3 separate regions of the Mus musculus genome follow, and all the other regions are linked to region 1. Evidence: chromatin contacts called from public Hi-C and HiChIP or PLAC-seq data. All regions are on one chromosome and are shown on one strand. Each heading gives the region's core, a stretch centred on a gene start, on an enhancer-like site or on the middle of the called end of the contact. The rest is flanking DNA. Distances are from core to core; before and after follow the strand shown. Region 1 overlaps Fndc3a (fibronectin type III domain containing 3A). Region 2 has its middle 14 kb from the start of Gm41208. Region 3 has its middle 64 kb from the start of Gm41207.

Region 1 (4,237 bases), core at 1,087-3,586:
ATGGATGCTTGTGAGGCACCATGTGGATGCTAGAAACTGAACCCAGGTCTTCTGTAAGAGCAACAAGTGCTTTTAAGTCCTGAGTCACCCCTCCAGCCCCTCTAAGTATTATCTTAATCATAATTCATGAACACTAATACTATAAGCCACGTTTTAAATGTACTTTTTCTCTTCATAATCATTTAATCAAGCAACTAAATTTAACATTACCCATTTTCCGGAGAGAAAATGAGGCAGAGGGAACTTAACTTTGCTCAAGTGGTTCAGTTGGAATTTAAAAGCTAACAGTTTCATTTCTTAGGATATACATCACATGAACATTGAAATGCTTCTCACTGTCAGTAACTGCCATGAGTCATTAGATCTTGTCTTTAAGGAAATTAAGTCTACCTTTGTTTTTATTTCCTTGAAAAACATAACAGAAAGCAGGACCACAATTCTAAATTTAAGTAAATGCTACCTATTAATTTGCTAAACAGCATTTGTGAGATCCTCTTTAAAATCTCTATTTAGAAAGGCTTCATTCAAAATACATTTCTGCTCTCTGGAGAAAGGGGAACAGTTGTACACTAATGGTCACTTTATTCATTAACTAATTCACATAAACCAGTAAACTAGCCTTCTAAATTGTAAGATCCGCCCTAGATATTATTTATAAAATGTGGAAATTGGCTGAGAACTAGAGATTTTATTGAAAATTGCATTTGTTTACTTAGTCAAGGAAACTTTACTGAGCTCTATGTACTAAGCTTAGACTGCAGGCTCTTTGCACCCACTGCCATGCTGAACCTTGTGTCAAGTCATTAATGCCAGACAGAGATTGATGAAGATGATGTGGAAATGAAAGAAAGCAGACAGGCATCTTCAAAGCAGAACAACTAAACCCGGTGTTCTGTTTCTCTGTGGCTATTAGAGCAGTAACTTTCAGGCGATGCACCCACACTCCCATCTCAGCCTCCACAATGCTAGGATTACAGACATGTGCCACTGGACTCAGCTCACAGTTTACTTTGATAGCTGCTGGAACAAGTCATCATTTAGTTTCACAAAGGACTCCTTTATGACGTGATCACTTTGACTACTTAAGTAAATTTTCTAGTTCGGAGGCAGAAATGCCACACAGTTAGATTTTAAAAAGATAATTTATCAGTGCTATGTACATTTATCTAAAATAATGGTGGGATATATTCAACACTGAACACAAACCTGCCACACCCCCAATACATAGACAGTAAACACAAGTACTGATATTCAGATCCACAATGCTGGCAGCACCATGTTGCTTGTCCTGCATCAAACTCTAAACCCTGGACACTCACTGACACAATGCCTGACTACCTCTCAGGTCCAACAGTACTTTCTAACTCAGAAAGTTCTAGAAAATTAACTGCAAACTGTCTTAAATTTGTATGCAGCAAAGCAGACTGTGTCCAGGGAAGAAGCAAACCTGTTATAGGAGTACATAACATGTCCACCTGGCACAAGAAAGCTGTACCTGAACAACTGTAGCTACACCTAACAGCTCCTTCAGAATTGACAAGCTTTAGGCAAAAGCTACCCCAAAGCAGAGTGATTACATTACTGTTAAGGGCCTACTTATTTTTAAAATCTGCAAAAGTGGGTACAATTCTGTTTGTCATTTGCCTTAAATATGAAAAACTTCCCATCCCAATTCTTAAAGGTACCATCAATGATTTATACCTAGTTCATTTTACCTAACATAAACTAAACCTATCGTCTTTCTTAATCTACCATTCATATTCAATTTTTTCTTTATTTCTTTTAGAAAAAACCCAAAACTACAGATTTGTCTAAGCATTTAAAATTAAATAAACAACGGACTGCTGACTGCTGACTCCTGCCGCACACAATGGCTTCCAAATTACCTGATGCCAATTTTCTGATCAGTCTTAAAAGAGAAAAGACGAAAAAAATCAAGAGGCCAGCCAGAATGGGGCATGCTATGAGATTTAAAATCACTCTAGCTCATAGAGTCTACAATTTTCATAACCACATAACAATATGTAGTATTTCTAAAGCGAACAGATTTGGCACTAAAAACACACAACACGGCTTTAGGTTAATACAAAAGCTTCCTATGTTTTCAAATAAAAGCGAATGTTCAAAATCAGCAAATCTTACCACTCATTTTGTTTCTACAGGAGCAGCAGCCAGCGAACAAGAAAACCCAACAAGGAAACGGCGTAGTACACGTTAGCAGCTTTAATTGGAGAACAGTTTCGCTTTTTTTTTTTTTTCCTCAAAGCTGGTAAGAGGAAAAGATCCTTTGACCGAGTCACGTGACCGGTATCACATGACCCGCAGTGAACCGGGAAAGACCGGGAGAGGAAACAGCGCAGAGGGTACGCTGGGGCGCTACTGAAACAAAACACTTAAAGGCTTCTTCAGCTGCTTTCCTGACTGCAACGCGTTCTGCCTTAAGAGCCAAAGTAAACCCTAATCAAAAGAACCTGGTGGATAGGCACGCGATGGAAAACCATCCTCTTTGTGTTCGCGGTTTGACTAACGCAGCCTGCTGCTTTTTCACATAGAAAGATTGGGGTAAAATGAATTCAAAGCCTTGATCCAAAATATGAGTGTATAGTTTGTGATCATTTCATGCTCGATACTCAAGCTATGCCTATAACACACAGAGAATTGCCCACACAATAGAATTAAATGACAAGTTCCTTACAGGTGGAATATATTTCAGGCTTGTTTTGTTTTTCCTTAAAAGCTAATGAAGGCTTCTGCTTTTATAGTCAGTGTACTTTGTTTTTAGTGATTATTTTAAAAATAGAACTTACTCTTGACATTAAGGAAAGATCCTTGGTGGATAGTATTCTTAAAGCAGGAATGTGAAAAATACTCAGTTAATTGAGGTGAAAACTTATTCTTTTGGAAAAAAAATACGCCCCGTAAATTACTTAAGAGGGCATATAAGTTCAGAGGAACTTTATCAACTGCTTACATACACAAGCAATGGCTGGGATCTGTGACACGCACCACAGTGGGGAAGATGGATTTGGGTACTAGGTGATACTAAAAGTTAAAATGAGCTCCGATACTTACTAGCATGGCAAATGTACTACTATTGGGCTCTGTCTCCTGTGGAAAGGTTAAAATGATCAACCTCAAAGCACTGTTGCAGAATCAAGTTAGACAAACTAGTACATGAAATACACTGTTTAGGACCTCTCAGTAACTGATAGTTATTGTAAGTAAAAGTATGATCGCTGACTCTCAAAACTAAAGATTACACAGTGAGACGAACCATGTGGAGTGTCCTACTTGTTAACGCAAACTGAGGTATCATTACTAGAGAAGCTGAGGCAGGAGCAGATAAGTAACTTGAGGGTACATAGGCAAAGGCAGGGTTGCTTCATATAATCACATGTTAAAGGCCAGGCCCTATTTAAAGGCCCAGTGTCTTTCCTGAAGAAGAAAAAAAAAAAAAAAAAAAAAAAAAAAACCTGGCAGGACACACCCCTGGCAACTTGACTCAATAAAAGCAAGTCAGAGGCCAGAGGAGAAGAGACACTGGTTTAAAGTGGAAAAGGGTAATAGCTGACCTTTTATTCCATTATGAATGCATTTCCCCTGAGGCTGTGGGATGGGCGCTTACTTCCCTGTTCTCTCTCACTGCGCCACTCTGCCCTCCTATGCTATTTTGACAGTCAGTGAGTTGTTTTTTTTTTTTTTTTTCTTTCTGCCCCAACACTTGCTGTCAGGTCAATGACTTCAATGTCCAAACTCTAGATCTATGATTTCTCTGCTCCTTTTCCTGCTGTGTTCTTAAAGCTTGAACTTATTTCTTACAACTATAAGTACATCCTGTTTCACAGCTAATCTTACCAAAATCACTATAGAGAGACCTAATACTCTTCGTTTAAATTACTATTCTTAGACCTGACCTTGATCAAACCGTACCTTATTTCACAGCTCAAATTTTTTAGGATTTTCACAGCATCAGCAGATTCCAACGCTGCACAGTCGTTGCCTCGGCTAGTTGGTTAGACAATATTTGATGGCAGCCATTAAGCACACTGAAGTGACTTCCCTAAACCTAAGCAGTAGAGCCCAGTGATGGACACTGCTCTCCATCGAGCCAGGTTGTACCACTCAGGTTTCTGCTCCTCCTAAGGTTGCTTTTATTCTTATCTTTACAGTCTTCTAGTTGAGAAGGATATTAATGGTAGACTACTAGTTCTAGTTGAGAAGGATATTAATGGTAGAC
Region 2 (4,237 bases), core at 766-3,265, 400 kb after region 1:
ATCATTGATCTGATCAGAGTACTGATTGTAGGTCGTGAGGTGTCAATTGAACAATCTTCTGAAAATACAAAGATATTATGTCTTGATGCTCTGCTTGGGCTAGTGTATGTGTGTGTGTGCGCGCGCGCATGTGTGTGTATTCATGTGTATAAATTCTGAAGTGTGTATGTAAGTTTGAATGTGTGTTTGCACATATGCATATTATGTTTCTATTTTTCTGTTTGCATATATGTTTGTGCCATATACATGTTCGTGTGTGTGTGTGTGTGTGTGTGTGTCCATATATCTGTGTGCATGTGTGTGTTTCTATATGTACATGTTTGTGTTTGGGTGTCTTGCATGGGTGTTTGTGCTTATGTATGTTGAATGTGCATGTTCATGCGTCTATATGTGTGTGCATGTATGTGTGTATGTGTATATGATTGTGTGTGTTCCTATGTGTAAAAGCATGTGTGTGCATGTGCACAAATGTGTGTGTGTGTATGTGTGTGTGTGTGTGTGTGTGTGTGTGAGAGAGAGAGAGAGAGAGAGAGAGAGAGAGAGAGAATATTTTGCTAGGAGTTAAAGCTAGAATCTGGCTCACACTGAGCACATGCAAGCTCTGTACAGTGAGTTACGGGTTTGAACACTGTATAACACTACTCTTGTGCTAATGCTATTTGTGGACATACTGCTGTATGATCAATAAACTAGAAACCCTTGGGCCAGGCCCAAACATCTAGATACAGCCTGAGGCCCCAGCTAGCCAGAAGAAGCCGTGGCCTGGACAGGGAGGAGGTCTGAAGGGCCAAAACTCGAGTGGACATCAGCCTCAGGCATGAACTTCCTCTAAGACACTGGAAAACAAACATGGAAAATTGGTTTGCAAGGTCCCGTGGATACTGAAGGGCCTTGAGCATGTGGCTCTGATAGGCCTTGATCTTCTCCCTTGTTCTCTCTGCCTTGCCAATAAAAAAAAAAAAAAAAAAGAATTCTATTCCTAAAGCTAGCCATCAAGGACCATTCCCTTATTTAGCCATTTCTTCCTCCTGAGGCTGACTGCCAAGGTTCAGCTCTCAAGGTATTGGAAATCCAGTAATGAAAAGCCCCCTTTTGACACATGTAGTTAATATGCCCAGTTACAATTAAACACCTCATCCTAAAACAGGGTTTCCCCCTTTACCTTTATAAACCACCACTTTCCTATGGGCCATGTCTGTCTCCTCTCTAACCAGAGGCAGTCCTTTGTTCCCCAGAACAAATACCCCTTCCCCTCTCATTTGTCTCCTTCCCCTTCTCCTCCTCCTCTTTGTCTCTCATTCCCTGCCCTCTGTCCCTGTGGGACAGACAAATCTCCTTGGTGCTGAGAACTTGGTCTTGGGGGGTTCCTGAGCCAATAACAATGTCTAAAAGACACACATGCAAGGCCCTGGCTAGACCCTACACAAAGGGCCTTCTACCTTGATGGAACTGTTTGAGTGGCATCTACTTCTGCTCTGGGGTCTCTCTCAGACCACTTTCCAGAATGTAAGAAAAAGAAAGGTATCTATCTCCTGCCTGGAATAGCCCCCCCTTCCCACTGTCTCGGTCTGTTGGCTGCAAACTCCTGGGCTGTGTTTTACTGAGAGACTCACCTTTGACCAGAGAATTCTTCGGTGTGGCCTGGCATATCTATTAGTTTACTCCAGAGGGGTGTGTTCACGATGTTAGGATGTCAAAGAAAAGACAGTGATTTTTTTTTCAGAAGCTGCTGGCAAAGGGGATATGGCTAGCAGCTATCAAGCTCTTGAAATATGAAAATTAATTAAATTCAATTTGGAGAATGAGAATCATCACTTCAGATAAGGATACTGTGATAAATAATGCCTTCAGTAAGAAAAGCACTCCTTGCCGTGCCTCCAGGGTCTCATTCTGAGGCTCGCTGAAATGCAAACAAACGAACGAACGAACAAACAGAGTTTATGAAACAAATTGTATTAATGACAACAAGCCAGTCTCGGGCTCCAACACAATCCAGCAAGGGCTGGAGGCCAAGATCTGTGGAGTTTGTCTCAGGAGCCTCTGCCCAAAGCCACAGGGTTGGGAAAAAAAAGATGAGAGGCACAAGAATGCCCCACAGCTCCCCCTAGTGTTGGTGTCTGGTATTCCACCTGAGCCCAGACTTATTTGTAATTAGTAAACTGATTTTTTTCCCTTTCAGCAGGACTCCTTAACAGTAATCAAACACTACATCGCGCACCCACGAGATCCTCTCACTCCTCTACGCTGAGAGTCTTTTTATTTTATGATAGTTGTCTTAAACCAAATGAGGAGGACGAGACGATGAACAGACGGACCTGCCCAAGAAACCAAGATCGGGGATGGGAATGCGATAGATAATCCCTTATTTAAGGAAAACAATCCTCTCCATGTCTCAGGTGCCTCATTTTGAGAGTTTCCGAAATGCAAACGACAACAGCAAAAGAGTTGTTGCTGGGTACTTGTCTAACATGGCACTGAGTAAACCGGATGTGGTGGCTCGTGCCTAAAATCCCACGACCTGGGTGGTTAAAAGCAGAGGGATTAGGAGTTGGAAGTCATCCTCGACCACATACTGAATTAGAGGCCAACCTAAGATATACAAGACTCTGTCGTAGACAAAGCAATGAATGAATGAACGAGTGATTGAACGGATTTGATGTCTTCTTTGCTAGTTTTTGTGGATGGGGACAAAATTAAAATTTGTTTCTTCTCCAATAAAGCTGGAGTAACCCATGTGTCTGCTTCTCAGAGCTACAAAGATTAAATCGGATCAGCCAGGTGCTGGCCACCACACCTCCCAGTATGCAGCACAGGCTGGGTAACCTTGGTTACTGTTTCTGCCTCCTTCAACGGCCCGCTGAGGCCAGACCTCCTCCTGAGAAGACCACAGACACTCTCCGCCCCTCCCTGAGGATGCCAGAGTACCTCTACTCCTATGCCCCATCCCACTACTCCTCAGTTGAAAGTCTTTACCTGGCCCGAGGTTGCTGGACTTATGCTTGCCCCTGTGTGCTAATCAACACGACCAAATGTGTCACGCGTCATTCCCACAGCCTAGGTAATGGCAATGAGACCTTCCATGACCCTGGCCCAGCTCAGCTGCCCTGAAGGTATGCCAGCAGGGTTCCTGCTTCTCAACCCACTCTCGAGATCTGTTCTCTCAGAGCTGGTCCTTCCCACCTTGGGATCCCTAGGATGAGACTGGATGATCGCATCAAGCTGGAGAGAGCATGCTAACTCTCCTTCCACTCTGGGCAGTATCTGTGCCAACTCAGGTTCCTCCAGGGACACCAATCCAGTTTAGCACTTGCAGACTCTTTTGATGAGTTAGATATGGTGATAAACTTGGGTGACAGACAGGAAAATCAGAAGTTCAGGTCCAGCCCAGGCTATAGCATAAGATCCAACCTCAAAGTCTGGTGGAAGACAAATCCATTGTTACAGCACTTGCTTCATTTGTTAGCCTGAGTTTGATACCCAAGTGTGGCGGTTCCCACTTACAGTTGTAGTATTAAGGGGTGGAGACAGAGGATCGCTGTGGCTCACCAGCCAGCCGATCCAGCCTAATTGATGACCTCCTGATCAACCAGATCATCCTGTCTCAGAGAAGGTGGGTGACACCTGAGAATGACACCTGATGTGCTCTGGCCTTGGCAGGACCATGTACACACATGGAATAAACAAGTAACGAAACTGAAAAAAAAAAAATCCTAACTAGTGTGAACTCTGGACTCTGGGTGATGATCTGTGTGGTGGTTTGAATATGCTTGGCCCAGGGAGTGGCACTATTAGGAGATGTTACCTTCTTGGACTAGGTGTGGCCTTGTTGGAGGAAGTGTGTCACTGTCAGGGTGGGCTTTGAAACCCTCCTCCTAGCTGCCTGCAAGCCAGTCTTTCTCCTGTTTGCCTTCAGAGCAAGATGAAGAACTCCTCTGGCCCCATGTCTACCCGGACACTGCCATTCAGCCTACCTTGTTGATGTGGACTGAACCTCTGAACCTGTAAGCCAGCCCCAATTAAATGTTGTGTTTTATAAGAGTTGTCTTGGTCATGGTGTCTCTTCACAGCAATGGAAATTCCACCTAAGACAATCTGCTGTGGTGACAAATGTGCCACTGTGGTGCAGGCGCTTGACAGTGGAGAAAGCCAGCACCAGGGACAGGCGTTAGATGAAACTCTCCGTGCTCAGTTTTCAGTGAACCTGCAAGTGCTCTAAGGAATAATGCTTTTTAAAGGG
Region 3 (4,237 bases), core at 510-3,009, 330 kb after region 1:
ACAATGAATAGCACGAAAACAAAATGACTCCATGGTAAACACAAATGGGTGGAGCAATTCTAATATGCATTGATGTTTTTAGTATATCTTTAGCTTTCAAGTGTATACTGAAGGAACAAAGCTCAAAGTGGTTAGTGTCTGGCACAAAGTGACCCAGAATGAAAGCAATTATTGGGGCTGGAGAGATACCAGGGTAGGTGGGACAGGGACCGGACCGTGTGAGACCCTATAAAAACGTTATCTTTCACTCAAAGAAGGATGGAAATGCATTAGGCTTTCCTCAGAGAAACATCATGATAATGTCGATTTGAAAAAGGTCCATGTGGATGACATAAGGAGGTCAGAAGCAAACAGAAGTTCGAAAATTCCTGCATCCTCCAGAGGATGGTGAGTCAGACAGAGGCAGTGAGCTCCGGCCAGATCTCGATGCTCTGGAAGTACAGCTGTCAAGATGGATTGGGGGCGGGCTGTGAAAGGAAGAGGGAAAGGGGCCGAATAATGTTCCAGGCTGTATAATCTGAGGAGCAGGGCTCGACAGTTTCCCCAGATCTATTAGCTAGCTCCCTGCTTTCCTGTTATTTGGCGCAGATGTCCTCTGTTCAGAATGGCTCTCACGAGCCATGTGTAGCAAGCATTCAGATTGTTCACACATGTTAGTTCACTCTCCTTTTAAGGAGATGGGAGAATTGTCGTGTGTCCTATTTAACTCAGGTTGATCCTATGTCCAGTTTTTGGCTAGTGAAATGTGAGCCATTTTCAGGTAAAAATTTTAATAGCTAGTTTTGTGTCTTACCTTTTTTTTCTTTTTCCCCTAGTAGGGCAACTAGAAATTTCCTCTAGAGCAGTGGTTCTCAACCTGACCCTCAGCCATAAAATTAATTCGTTGCTACTTCATAAACTGTCATTTTGATCCTGTTATGAATTGTAATGTAAATATATGCTATGTGACCCTGTGGGGGGTCGTGACCTACATGTTGGTAAGTGCTGTTCTAGAGCCTGTCTAGAGTGAGGAATAAAGAATCCAAGTCTCAGATGTTCTTTGGTGGTCATGAGGTATGAAGTAGGAGCAAATCATGGTTGTTATAAACCTCTAAGGTTTGGAGAATTGTTTGTTATTGCAATATAACCAGCCAATTCTGACTGATATATCACATTTTACATAAATAAAAAGACTTGTAGCCTTCTTCAACTCTTTCATACCCCCTCACTTTTACCACCTCTGGACACCACTCATATTGTCTTTCCTTTGTAATGAACATCTGATAAGGACAGACCTCTGGTCCTATCTGTTCACTATTGTGTCCAGTACTTACACCAGTGTCTGACTCATATCGGGCACCAAGGGAAAACTTGGTGAGTGAATGAATTAATGAATGAACGAACAAATGAACAAATGAACGGATGCATGCAATGAGACATTAGGGAGCATGTTACAGAGCAAGAAGAATTAATGCTAAATCTTCCAAGAACACAGAAGCTTTCCAAGGTAAGAAGGAAGCCTGTGGAGAGACTAAGAAGTCCAGGGGACTCTAAGAACCTTTGTCACCTTAGACTACAGCTGTGCAAAGAATTAGAGGTCAAAGAAATTGCAAGATGAGAGATAAGATTACAGACATAGGTTGGATGTGTGTGTGTGTGTGTGTGTGTGTGTTTATTTAAGGGACCTTTCTGTCCTTTTCTAATATGCAGGGACTTTATTTCTTGTACTGTAATGAGCCAACAGAGTTTTTAAAACAGGAAATGACAAGAAGAGTTTTGACTCTGCCTGGACAAATTACATCCAGGGAGCAATTTCTGTTCCTCATTTCTCTCTGGCCACTGCACTGATGTCACCCTGCATCAAATCATTCCTTTGTTTTGTTTTGTTTTGTTCTGTTTTGTTTTGTTTTGTTTTTTTAAAAAAAAAACTCAACAAATGTTTCCTGCTTGCTTGAGCAGTATACAATATATAGTACACAGGGGACAAGCAAAAGGAACACACTCTATACCTCAGATGTGCTTGCCTTGAGAGGGGTTCAAAGCTAATACACAAACGGTAGCTCTACAAGCCACAGAACAAAAAATCCTGGGTGGAGCTTCTGGTTTCTGTGTACCTTTAGTCTCATCTTCACATTTACTCTTGCTCCTTAGCTGGGCTCCTCTAAATCTCCCTTGGTCATTTGGGACCATTTCCATCCAGTGCAAAACAGAGCATCTCTATCAAGTCTCAAAAACAGCAGCACTTGGCATTTTAAAACATTTTACAAAACACCCCAACATGCACATGATCTCACTCCATCCTTTTAAGAGCCCTAGAAATAGTATAAAAGTAAAGCCAAACAAGGGGGGATGGGTTTTGAGAAATTGCAAATTGTCCAAAGGCATTTAATCAGAAAGGCTTGGAATGTGGACCACAAAGAATAGACATGAGTAAGGAAAGATCCACATGGACTAGTAGATCCTTGGTCCCATAGCTGGAATTCCACTGGGTTTGCCTCTGATTAAAATTGCATTCTTGCACCTATGGAACCCCAGATACTGCGACAAAGAAAATAGTCTCTGCTTTTTCTGGAAGTTAGTATCACAGTGTAGAGTCTACAGTCTCCTCTGTTCCATGGCCGAGTTTCCCTTCCTCTACAATTCCTAATAAACCCATCAGGAAGCTTATGCTATTATGTGGTACTGGGCAGAGTTAGTACGTGACATGCCACATGGTGCCACCTCTGCAACAGTCTTCTTTTTAACAAGGGTAACATGCTAGGCTCAGTGGTTTCTGCCCACTCTACCAGTTGTTAGAGAGCAGTTTTTCTTGCTGACAAAGGACAGTAAAACTGTCAGGTCCCAGAACTGACTATTCCAGAAAAAAAAGCTCTTCAGAAAATCTGTTTTACTCATTCCTTTCCTTGATGTGCTTTTTGGTGACCTAACATTTTGGAGTCTCACCAACTTGTAGGGCTAACTGGCGCCGTTTGAAACACTCAGTCATGGGTAAGAAATGCCATAGAGGGTCAACAGCATCCTCAGCACCAGGTCCCCCACATGAGTGCATCTGGCAGTTCATGCTTTACAAGTGGCTCCCTGGCAGGACTCAGTACCTGTGTCACTTTGTTTATAAGCTGACATCTCTTGCTCCTTGGTGTTCCACTCCTCTTGGTCTCGCCATCTGGAGATGAGCTTCCAAGAAGATGCCATAGCCTGTAGGTATCTAATGGGCAATTTCTTATTCCTGGTGTTCCCTGGCCTCCTCAGAAATGTCTGTGATTCCAATTATGTAACAACACCATGTTTAGACTAAGTGTCCAGAGGAAAGGGGAAAATCTGCTGTCAACCAAAACAAAATGAGTTTAGAGGTAGAGAACAATGTAAAAACAGATTGTTAAGTGTTTATCTATCTCAACAGTGGGCATTCTAAAGAAACCATTACCAGTGCCATTATCAGCAAGGGTTATGGAAGATGAGAACCGTAAGAAGCACACATTGGGTGTGCTTGTTTGAAGAAAACTGCAAATTTCTGCATTTCTGTCAATAAAAGACAGAGGAATGACATCAGCAATATAGTGGGCAGGGAGGGCTTAAATCATCTTCCCCAACTGAAACACAAATTTAACAGCAAACATTTTAAGTGTATCTGTGAAAACTCCAAGGACCAAGTAAAGTTTCCTACACCCCAGATGATGATGAAGCCCAGTAGAAAATCTAAGATGCTCTCCACTGTTTGACTTTCACCAGAATATCCCACATACCATACTGGGTGATAGAGAAGAAACCTTTAACTCCTAGATGTCAGACTTTCTGACCAGGGACTGCCTTCTGTCTTAAGTCACAGAGCCACACTAGTAAAAACAGCCCACCAGATCTGGGATGCCAGAGAATGAAGGTGGTCAGCCAGATTCTACAGTGTGGCAGAAATACATGGGATACCTGTATCATGGTTAACCACAGCACCAGACAGGTTGCAGCATCAGACATCTGAGGGAATTTCTAATAGAAACTTGGAAACCTCTTCTGATAGGCTATACTCACAGCTCACAGAAGGTACATGTTCAGAAACTCCCTGAGAAGTTTTCAGAATGTCTATCTTACTAGGGAAATTTCCTTTTATATAAAATCAAATGGAAAAATCTGGAAGACTGTGTAGTTTTTTTAAATGCCAAAATCCCATCAATAACAACAACAACAACAAAACACTGAGATATGGAAAAAATAAGAAACTATAATATGTTTTAAGGAGCAAGTTAAATTTCCAGCAATGTGCTCT

What was found. Hi-C and Micro-C count contacts between places; a contact is called where the count stands out from the background. HiChIP or PLAC-seq counts read pairs in DNA pulled down with a chosen protein or histone mark.
Region 2: a contact with region 1 is called in a Hi-C map of uterus, with 2.9 times the contacts expected there. The contact joins two enhancer-like sites. A contact is called at or near these places in 10 of 39 promoter capture datasets (the 3T3-L1 cell line, the C10 cell line, cranial neural crest and 6 more), 3 of 15 datasets of contacts at CTCF or cohesin (the NIH/3T3 cell line and large pre-B cells), 17 of 484 Hi-C or Micro-C datasets (CD4 T cells, the MC3T3-E1 cell line, bone marrow-derived macrophages and 10 more), 27 of 115 datasets of contacts at active chromatin or transcription factors (the 230-238 cell line, the NIH/3T3 cell line, acute myeloid leukemia and 21 more) and 1 of 9 other capture datasets (adipose tissue).
Region 3: an H3K4me3 HiChIP or PLAC-seq map of bone marrow-derived macrophages shows a contact between it and region 1, with 5 times the contacts expected there. The contact joins two enhancer-like sites. A contact is called at or near these places in 2 of 39 promoter capture datasets (the C10 cell line and cranial neural crest), 1 of 15 datasets of contacts at CTCF or cohesin (the NIH/3T3 cell line), 1 of 484 Hi-C or Micro-C datasets (bone marrow-derived macrophages), 10 of 115 datasets of contacts at active chromatin or transcription factors (the 230-238 cell line, the NIH/3T3 cell line, bone marrow-derived dendritic cells and 5 more) and 2 of 9 other capture datasets (liver and pancreatic islet).

The regions. Positions count from the first base shown.
Region 1 is chr14:72,600,780-72,605,016 of GRCm38.p6, forward strand. The region is part of intron 3 of Fndc3a (fibronectin type III domain containing 3A); the gene reads right to left. Among named protein-coding and RNA genes, the nearest start is that of Fndc3a, 110 kb to the right of the region's middle. Within about 2 kb of position 2,337, at least 368 of the 459 cell types and tissues checked have an H3K27ac peak or open chromatin away from gene starts, as enhancers often do. A contact at or near this core is called in the 230-238 cell line, bone marrow-derived macrophages and uterus, where this site is marked.
Region 2 is chr14:72,998,461-73,002,697 of GRCm38.p6, forward strand. No RefSeq gene overlaps it. Among named protein-coding and RNA genes, the nearest start is that of Gm41208, 14 kb to the right of the region's middle. Within about 2 kb of position 2,016, at least 12 of the 459 cell types and tissues checked have an H3K27ac peak or open chromatin away from gene starts, as enhancers often do. A contact at or near this core is called in uterus, where this site is marked.
Region 3 is chr14:72,932,057-72,936,293 of GRCm38.p6, forward strand. No RefSeq gene overlaps it. Among named protein-coding and RNA genes, the nearest start is that of Gm41207, 64 kb to the left of the region's middle. Within about 2 kb of position 1,760, at least 32 of the 459 cell types and tissues checked have an H3K27ac peak or open chromatin away from gene starts, as enhancers often do. A contact at or near this core is called in the 230-238 cell line and bone marrow-derived macrophages, where this site is marked.